Linked DNA regions of Sus scrofa: region 2 is linked to region 1. The links are chromatin contacts, called in public HiChIP or PLAC-seq maps. All regions are on one chromosome and are shown on one strand. The core of a region is the stretch at or near the end of the contact, and the rest is flanking DNA. Distances in the headings are between cores, read along the strand shown.

Evidence for each region. HiChIP or PLAC-seq counts read pairs in DNA pulled down with a chosen protein or histone mark.
Region 2: an H3K27ac HiChIP or PLAC-seq map of alveolar macrophages shows a contact between it and region 1. The contact joins the promoter of A4GALT here to the promoter of ARFGAP3 in region 1. A contact is called at or near these places in 1 of 5 promoter capture datasets (fetal liver), 1 of 47 Hi-C or Micro-C datasets (heart right ventricle) and 1 of 2 datasets of contacts at active chromatin or transcription factors (alveolar macrophages).

Annotation. Positions count from the first base shown.
Region 1 is chr5:5,991,315-5,996,040 of Sscrofa11.1, reverse strand. ARFGAP3 (ADP-ribosylation factor GTPase-activating protein 3) reads right to left here and starts at 1,904. Exons shown (of 16, transcript XM_003481526.4): 1 at 1,696-1,904. The coding sequence starts at 1,764. It overlaps LOC110260619 (a long non-coding RNA gene), which reads left to right and starts at 2,001. Exons shown (of 2, transcript XR_002343865.1): 1 at 2,001-4,726. It overlaps LOC110260620 (a long non-coding RNA gene), which reads right to left and starts at 1,689. Exons shown (of 2, transcript XR_002343867.1): 1 at 1,431-1,689; 2 at 464-927.
Region 2 is chr5:6,081,700-6,086,425 of Sscrofa11.1, reverse strand. A4GALT (lactosylceramide 4-alpha-galactosyltransferase) reads right to left here and starts at 2,633. Exons shown (of 3, transcript XM_005663760.3): 1 at 2,511-2,633.

The DNA of each region.
Region 1 (4,726 bases), core at 655-3,154:
ATGTTTTTCTTGAATTTTTTTTCCCTCTCTCTCTTTTTTATGGCTGCACCCACAGCACATGGAAGTTCCCAGACTAGAAATCGAATCCAAGCCACAGCTGTGACCAAGGTCACAGCTGCAACAAGGCTGGATCCTTAACCTACCCTGCACAGTGGGAACTCCTTGGATTTTCTCATGTAAGCCTCACAATAACCCTCTGAATTAGACCCAGCTCATGCCCATTTTCAGATGAGGAAAAAAGGTATAAAGTCGTCAAACAACCTGCCCAAGGTGACACAGTTAGAAAGTCACAGGATCTGGATAAACATTTACAAGAAAGCATACACGTCCCTCAAAAGTGTTTTTGGTATCAACTCATTGACTTATTTAAAAGGGGCACCTTCCCTTTGATCAGTTCACACGTTGTGTTTCTGAGATGTAGCAAACAAAAAATATAATTTCCACACTGCTAAGCAGATCTTAATCTAGTCTGGTTTACAGCAACCACTCTTTATAAACAGGTCAATCTACATTTGAAAATCAAGAAAATAGCAAAGAAATTGGCACTGGAGAATTCCTTTCTCCTCCTGACTCTCCTACCGTCATCTTTTTCCTTCTCACTTCTCTTAGGTTGTAAAAATATGGGCTCACCTCCACCTAGACTTAAAACAAAGACATCTAAATTCTGTAAAACTCAGGGACTTCAGGGTCATGACGCATGACCGTACTGGTTAATAGCTGTTGTGGTGGAGGTGACAGGGGGGACCAGACAGAACTCCTGTCACAGGAGCAGAGGGGAGAGTCCATGCTGACACGACAGCCCTTTGCACTGTCTAGGTTCCACTCCGATCTGTGATCCTCCGCGGACGGTGTCACTTTAGCCCCATGCGTCATCCCATCTCCAGCCAGGAGCCAAAAGTTGTAAGAGTCATGGGGGGGAAACAGGCTCTGGAGATGAAAAAAAGAAAGGAAAACCCCAATCTCCAAAGAGACCCAAAGGTTAGGAAGGGAAAGGGTTGTGGTGGGCTTTCTCGTAAGAGAAAAGAGCTCAAAGCCACTGCAGTGACCACTTAGCAGCTTTATCGGACAGGGAAGCTGAGGCTGCCGCCAAAGGGCACAGGGAACAATCCAGGCTCTAACAGGCGCCCCTGAGGAGCTTCAGAGGTGAGCTCGAGGGGGAAAGGGGGTGAGTCGAGTTTTCCCAAGCGCCCAGGGCTACCAGCTGTTGTTTCTGCCCCGTGCACGCTTCCCGGCTGGGTCACAGGTGGCCTACGGTGTCCGGGGTCTGCTCCAGGTCGCAGGAGTCCCGTGTATGAGCCCTCAGTATTCTCAGGAACTCAGGGGCCACTTCACTTTGCCACCCCCAAAAGCCGCCTCCGTCCTCCTTTAAGTTCCTCGGCCCGGTGTCAGGAACCCACAAATGTCCGCCCCCGGGACCCCCAGATGCTCACACTTCCGGCACCCAGGGCCCCTCGGTGCCTGCCCTGCTCTGGACCCCGGTGTGCGCCCCCTCTTCTGCCTCTCCCTTCCTGAGACTGGGGGGGCGGCGCACAGTCTGGACCCAGGCGAGGCCCAGCCGCTGCGGCCGCACAGTGCGACGTGTCACAGGCCGGGCCAGCTCCTCCTCCCGCGGCCGTGGCCACTGCCGCCGCAGGGGCCGCCCGCGGGGTCCAGCAAGGATGCCAAACAAGCCTGAACACGCCCGGCGGCCGTTACCTTGTTGGTGGGCACCGAGCGGAGGCGCTTGAAGATGGTCAGGATGTCTTGCTTGCTCGGGTCCCCCATGGTCACCAAAGAACCGAGGCGCAGCTGGCCCCTGCCAACCGGGAAGGGCAGAGCAGCAGCGGTTGCCGCCTCCAGGAGGTAGACGACGGCGGAGGGGCGGGGCTGCGCGTGACGCTCGACCCCGCCTCTCGATGTCCCCGCCCAGGCCCCGCCCACCGCCCAGAGCGCACGCGCCGCTCTCCCCTAGGGCCCAGGCTCGGGGGGGCCGCCGGCTCCGCCCCTCAGGCCCCGCCCCCGGCGCTGCACGCGCGTGCGCAGGAGTCTCGCTCGCCGTTCGCGCCGGGCTGTGGGTGTGGAAGCCGGGCCCCGCGGAGGTCTGCGCCCACCAGCACCTCAGTGGGGACCACCACGTCGGCTGACCGACTGCTTTCTTCGCCGGGTCTTCTGGCCTCCTCCCTGTGAGGGTGGCAGAACCTGCTCCTCCAAGTGGCAAAGGAGGAACCGAGAGGCAAGGGCCTTCCTGCGGCATCCGGGAGTCCAGATGCTGGGTTCTCTAGTTGCTTTTTTTTTTTTTTTTTTTTTTTCCCGTAAGCTAAAGCTGAGCGCTGAGTGGGAAGCCTCCAATGCCGAAAACTGGTTTTCTTACAGTATCAGTTTGAGTGTGTCAGTGACAAGTAGCAGTTCTCCAGAGGCGAAAGGCGCCGGGTCAGAATGGATAAATATAGACAGGAAAAGAAGCTGGCCTTTTCCTACCCTTACTCGCCAGAGGGTTTTAACGCTTGGAGAAAGGTGCCTCTTCTGCATTAGTGGATGTGGAGCCCCTAGGTAAGGCTCTGCGGCTCAGGGAAGGATAACAGGTCTTGGGGTCAAATGCACGGTCCAGCCAGCTCCTTCCCAGCGCTGTGACCTTGCTCGGGTCACCTCGCTAAAGCTTGGTCTGCTCATCTGTGCAATGGGATGAGAGAGGGGGGATCAGCGCTGAGCAGCACAGGAGAGCGGCTGCCAGGGAGGCCCTGGAAAAGGCTTTGGCAGTGGTCTTTCTGCTTTTAGAGGCTGGGAATTGTTCACTCAACCTGTGTGAGTAGAAACCCTGGGGGAAGTTGGACCTCTGCCAAGGAAGGGAAATTTATTACCTTCCAGAACAGTAAGTTATTTTTGCAGACAGCTCTGTTTGAAAGTTCTTCCTGGTACTGAGTTAAAGTATATACCCTTGAGGAGTTCCTGTCCTGGCTCGACAGTAAACGCATCTGACTATTATCCATGAGGACGCAGGTTCGATCCCTGGCCTTGTTCAGTGGGTTAAAGATCTGGCGTTGCTGTGAGCTTGGTGTCGGTGGAGGACATGGCTTGGATCTGGTGGTGTTGTGGCTGCGGTATTAGGCAGCACCTGCAGCTCCCGTTTGACCCCTAGCCTGGGAAAAACAAAACAAAGAAACTGAGTTCCTGGAATCAGGAGCAGCCTTATCTGATTTCCACCAACCCCTGTAGGCTAAGGCAGCGCACTTGCTCCTGAACTGAACTTGGCTCTTCTTGCTCACTGAGCAGCAAAGCCAATTTACTGATGCCGTGGTGCGTGTTTACTGTAGGCACCGAGCAAGATCCAAACTCCTCGGTGGTTTCCAGGGAAAGAGTTTCAAAGACAACATTGGGGTGAGGGTTTTAGCTCTTGAACTTCCTTCTGATTGGTGGGTGGTGAGTTAACGGGTGATGTTTCAGGAACCTTCTGCTTCCAGCCAGTCTGTGGTCGGTGTGCTTGTGGTCCCCATGCCGTCAACATCCTCCACCTGGGTGGGTGGGGTCTTAGTTTCTGCAGAACAACGCAAAGATATGTATCCGATTGGATGACAGTTGTTACGGAGGAACTGGGACTGTTTTATCGGTGAACTGGTTTCTTGAGTGTTTTTCCTCTGTGTCTTCAGTCCTTTCAGTTCCCTAATTAATAACTGCTTGAATCTGCTCTTTGGAGCTCAGGGAAGTCCTGCGAGACTAAAGCCCTTTTTCACAAACCAGAAATGGGGGACACAGAGGGGCTTTGGCACCCAGGAGAGCCCCACAGGGTCCTGCTTGGTTTCATATTTTTGGAAATTCACAAATGCCCCCATTTTAAAAGGTAAAATATTTAAATAATTATGTTATTGGTTGATTTTTTTAAAAAGATAGAAATTTAAGCTGATATCATTACTTCCTTTAATGGGATAAAAGATTTAGGATTGTCATTAATATTTACGGTATTACAATATTATAAAATAATTGGAAAGTGAAATGAAAACATTTACACAAAAAAACTGTACTTGAATGTTTATAATACATTTATTCATAATAAAAAACTGGAAACAACCTAAATATCCTTCAGCTGGATTAACAAACGTGGTAAATTCATTCGATGAAAACTACCCGCACTAAACAGGGGCAACTTACTGAGGCATGAAACTCTTGGATGGATTGCAGATGAATTAATATGAAGTGAAAGACAAGTTGGTGGATGGATCTCAGATGAATTATGTGAAGAGAAAGGTAAGACAGTCTCAAAAGGCTACACATTGTATGATTCCATCCTTGTGACATTCTGGAAAAGGTAAAACTATGGAAACAGAACACAGATCAGTGGCTCCCAGGGACTGGAAATACAAAGAGGGGTTGACTACAAAGGAGCAGGAGAAATTTGGGGGATTCGAGACAGTTTTATATATGTATATTTGTCTTTTTAGGGCTGCACCAGTGCCATATGGAAGTTCCCAGGCCAGAGGCTGAATCAGAGCTGCAGCCACCGGCCTACACCACAGCCACAGCAATGCCGGATCCTTAACCCACTGAGCAAGCCCAGGGACCAAACCCACATCCTCATGGATACTAATCTGGTTCGTTACCCCTGAGCCACAACGGCAACTCCCTGTATTTTTTGTCTTTTTGGCGACGTCGGAGGCATGCAGAAGTTCCCAGGCCAGAGATCGAACCCCTGTCACAGCAGTGACAATGGCAGATCCTTAACCCGCTGAGCCCCTGGGAACTTCTCTGTATCTTG
Region 2 (4,726 bases), core at 1,384-3,883, 90 kb before region 1:
AATAAAAATCCAAAACGGGCCCCTCAAATACACACCCAGCATCGGCAGCAAAAATCAAACCCCGATGATAAGCTGGGACAAAGATCTTGGCCACAGAGAGACAAGCGGCAAATATCTCAACGATGAGTTCAAATGAATGGTTAGGAAACACACAGAGATGTTAGACCTTCATCCTCTGACCCAGTAATTTCATTTCCAGGAAATAACAAGAAATGCACACTCACAGCCTAAGGAAGAAGGCAATGGTATAGTCCCTCTGGAGGCCAGCTGGCTCTAGGTGTAGCCGCTCTAGAGGTTCACATGCATCAACTACCAGGTAATTCATTACCTTTCCAGAAAAAAACTGGCACTGTGTAAATTCATCGATAAACTCAATGCAACATTATCTGAAAGAGCCAAATATTAAAAACGACCCTAAACGTCAAATGAGATCCATTAACGAGTATGACGAAACAATAGGTAAGCACTGAAAAATATTTACAATCGTCATCTCCAAGTGATGCGACTGCAGAAATTTTTCATCCTACTTCTTTCCGTTCATTCATTCAAGCAAAATGTAGTCAAGGCCTGAGCACTGGGCTTCAGACGAGATTCCTCCCTCCAGGAGCTTCCAGTCGGGGTGAGACAATGGAACGCAGGTTAATCAACAGGAGTTGAGGGCACGCCTCGGAGGAGGTGCATTCCAGACGGCACAGCCCAGCACAGCTTGGGTGGCCAGGTCGAAGGCCACACCCTCTACCCACCAGGAGGTGCAGTGGGGTGGGGGGAGTGAGGGGGGGGCTGTTTTCACACCTTTCTTCTCATCCCCTCCTTCTCCCTTTCCTGTTGCAAATGTCCCTGGCAGCCACCTTGTCTCACTTGGCCCTGATCCCAATTCTGACCCTTGGGGAACCGGCCCCCTGGAGCCCTTGGAGATCTGGCCCTCCGTGGCCACGTGGGTTGGGGAGCTGCTGGCTGGGACTCATCTGGTGATGCGGTGGGTCCCAATTTCCTGATGTTTCAAGGAAGTCACCTCGAAAGATTCTGCCAAGCCTGCACACACTGTGGACCTGGGACCCTTGCACGCGTCCAGAGGAAGTCCACTAGCCTGGGCAGCTACCTGGCTTCGGATGAGTATTTTAAAGAATTTCCACTTCGGAGTTTGTCCTCTTATTAAGTGGCCCTAGCAGATAAGCGGGGACAGGCACTAGAAGCACCAGAAACACATGTGGGAGGAAAATGAACAACTGAGAGGATTCCGTCTCTGACTCTCATTTTCTTTTCTTTATTTGGGCCTGATGCGGAGACTCCCCTAGGGGCTCTGGCTGTGGGAATGTGGGGGGCAGGCGTGAGCATGGAGGGGATAGTCCGGCCAGCCTGGGCCCTGCCTTGTCACCCTGGGCCGGGTGGCTCCCCCTTCTCTGGGAGGAGGTAACAGTGGGGGAGTCCTTGGGCAGCCCGGGGAGGGGGTGCCAGAGTGAGTGCACATCCCATGCTCCTGGGTGTTTGATAAAGGAGGGCCTAGCGGCCTTCCAGAGACCCCCGGGGCCTTCACAGAGCAATCACTCCATATCTGGGGGAGACAGAAAGGGTGTCCTCCTGAGAGGGGGGTGGGCAGGGGAAGTGGCTTTGAACCCTCTCAGAGGTAAAGGGTGGGCAGCGTCCGGCAAGGAGGTGGGACCTTCCACTCGCAGGTGTCAGATGAGGAAACTGAGGCCAGGGTCTCCCCTAGGACGAAAGGGAGTGGACCCTCAGACTGGACCTCCCAGCCAGAACTTCTCCCAAGCACACTGCAGCCCCCAGTCGGACCCAACCTTCCCAACCTGGAGAAGAGGGAGGGAGAAAAGCAGTCCGGAAAGAGGGGGGCTGCGGACCGGACCTCCGAGAGGGAGCGCTCAGGCCCGACCTTCCCACTCCCGAGCTCTGACCCAGGCCATCCCTCCACGTGGAGGGCCCTTCCTTCCTCTCGGCCGTCCACAGCCTCAGCATCCCTAAGGGCCCAGAGGGACGCCTCCCGGCCGGCAGCCTCGATCCCGCCGGCCGCTCCCTACTCCTCTCCCCAGCCGCACCCGCACCAGGGCCCGGGGCGAGCACAGCCGGCAGCGAGGCCTCCCGAGGCGATTCCGCGCCCCCCAGACAGAGCGACGCGGACCCGGCTTCCCACCCGCAAGGGCCCCTCTCTCCCACCACGGCGCCCGGCCCTGCAGGGGCTGCCCCGAGGGCTCCCGGGCGGGGCGCGCCCTCCCCGCGCCGGCCGGGCTCCGGGTCCAGCCGCCGCGCTCAACTTCGGGCGCAGTCGGGGTGGAGGCGGCGGCCGGGGGACCAGCGCGCCCAGTCGGTGCGCACACCAGCGTCCCTCCAAAACAGGTGGCCCGGGCAGGCGGGGGCCCAGCCCTCCCGCCCCTCCGCAGCCTCTGCTCCTTCCCCTTCCCCTTCCTTCTCGCAGCGCTCCTCCCCTCCGGGGCCCGGGGCGCCCCCAGGTCCGTGTTCCAGAGCCCGTCCAGCTGGACCCTGCGCGCGGCCCCTCGTACCTCTGCTTCCCGCGGCTCCGGGAGGCGGACCACGCGGGCCCTCTGACGGGCCGGGCGGCGAGGCGGCTGGAAGGGCAGCGCCGGGAGTCCAGCGGGCGGGAGCCCCGCCCCCTGGCCCGGGGCGTGGTCAGCGCCGCCCCGCCCCTGAGGGGGGTCCCCGCTCCCCAAGCCCGCGCGTCCGCCAGGCTCCCGGCTGCACCATCACCTGCCTGCGGGCCGACAGGTAGGGTGCGCTTTCCGTGCACCCCTGCCGTTTACTCTGTGGGGTTTTTATCCCATTTCCCCCATTTAACAGATGAGAAAAACGAGGCTCAGCGCGGTTGAGTAACTTCAGCGTCATGCAACGGAGAGGGGGCAGTATGAACTCTGGCCTGACTGGTGCCACTGTCCCTCCTGCGCTCCTCACCGTGTGACCCGTGCTGAACGTCTCGGCAGCATCACCCCGTGTTCAACCGCACAGCCCTCGCTGCTCTGTCCTTTCCTCCCTCGCTCTCTGCCTGGTCCATTGCAAACTGGCTGTGCTGAGCTCACTTCCTCCTCTCACATCCTCTTTCGCGGCTGATGGGCTGATGACCAGTGCTCGGGCCCCTGAGAAAAAGCCCACACTCCATCGCAGCCCCGACAACAGCCTGCCACTTAGAACGTCCCAGATTATTAGCCTTTGAATGAATGAACCAGCATAAAAATTCCACCAGCTCCCCCCCCCATCCGACCACCTCCTGGGATGGCGCCCAACTTCCCTGTTGCTCTGGGGACCAGGCTGATCTGCCCCTCCTGGCCCGAAAACCCCCTCCCCTTGTCCACAAGATCTTACCCTTTAAGCCAAGACACTGATCTGGTGGTTCTGCCCTCTCTCCCCTCTCCCCAATCAATCCCATCAATTCACATGCTCTTACTTCTCCTATTATCTTAAAACTAAAAGCAGAGAGAGAGAGAGAGAGAGGAAATCAAAAAACCTCTTAGGACCCCTTTGCCCCCTCCAGCTACTGTTGCCTCATTTCCTCCCATTCCCTTCACGGCAAAAGTCCACCAAGTGTCATTTCTCCAAGCTGTCACAGTCTCTCGCCTCCCATTTTCCTTGAAAACCCATCTAATCAGGTTCTTGCCCTTGTCTCCACTCTTCCCCCTAATCTGTCATTTTGCCCTCCCCCCCTCAGTGGCTCCCCATTGAACTCAGAAGAAAAGCCCACCCCCGCTGTTGCAGGGAGGGGGTGATGCGGTTGGAAGAGCCCACAGGCCAGCCCTGCTCTGCCTCAGTTTACTTATCTGCAAAGTTCTGCCTGGGGAGCCTGGCCACCCTGGGACACCGTTTGAAGTCTGGGAGAGAGAAAAGCATCCTTTTTCTTTGGCGTGGGCTCTGGGCATGTTCTCTTCTGCACCAGGAGTAGGGAGTGTGTAGACCAGAGCTTTAAGGTGCCTCGCCACCCGGTGAAGGAAGGGCGCCTCCCAGAACAGAGGCAGGCAGGCCAAGCTCTGAGACACACATAGGGGAACATGACAGCCCCGGAGCCTCTGGGTCCCTCGGGCCCTCTGGGCCTGATCTGACTGGCCCTCGGCTTTCCCATTGTACACTTTGGTTTAACCAGAGGAGCTGGATTCTTTTTTCCTGTACAAAGAAGAATCCTAATTGATACAATCTTTCACTACGGCACTTGCTGCTCCACCCATAAGCAGGCTGGAGCCTCTCCCATTTTAATAAAATGCACAAGAAAACAAAAAGCAAAACAGAGGCCCTCTGTTCACCCCGTTACCTCCCATCCTCTCCTGCCTTCCCCCAGAATCATCTCCACTTGCTTTTTCGGATCCTTCCCTCCCCAGTGCCACCGGCCTGTTCTCACCCGCCTCCTATCCCCTACTGAGGACGGAGTCCCTTGCCAGAGTCATAGCGAGCTGCTTGTGGCCAAATCTTGATACTGAAGGATGAATAACAGTATTTTCATTGCGCTTAATAAGTTGGGAGGTGTTGGTTTGTGTGTCTGATTTCTTTTATGGGTGTTAATGAATTAGAGAGACATATTTGCTTTATCTGTGTAATCAGAGAATAAACTCAAGCCCTGGGCTGGAGGCCTGGGGGGAGGCAAGAACTGCACTGCCCAGAAGAAGGGCCAACTCATGGCAGATGCACAGGACCCCGGGCGGATGAGGCCCCTTCAGGAACGAAGTGTGGGGGTCCCACCCTCAGTTGTCCAGGAGAAGGATCCACAGAGAACACTCAC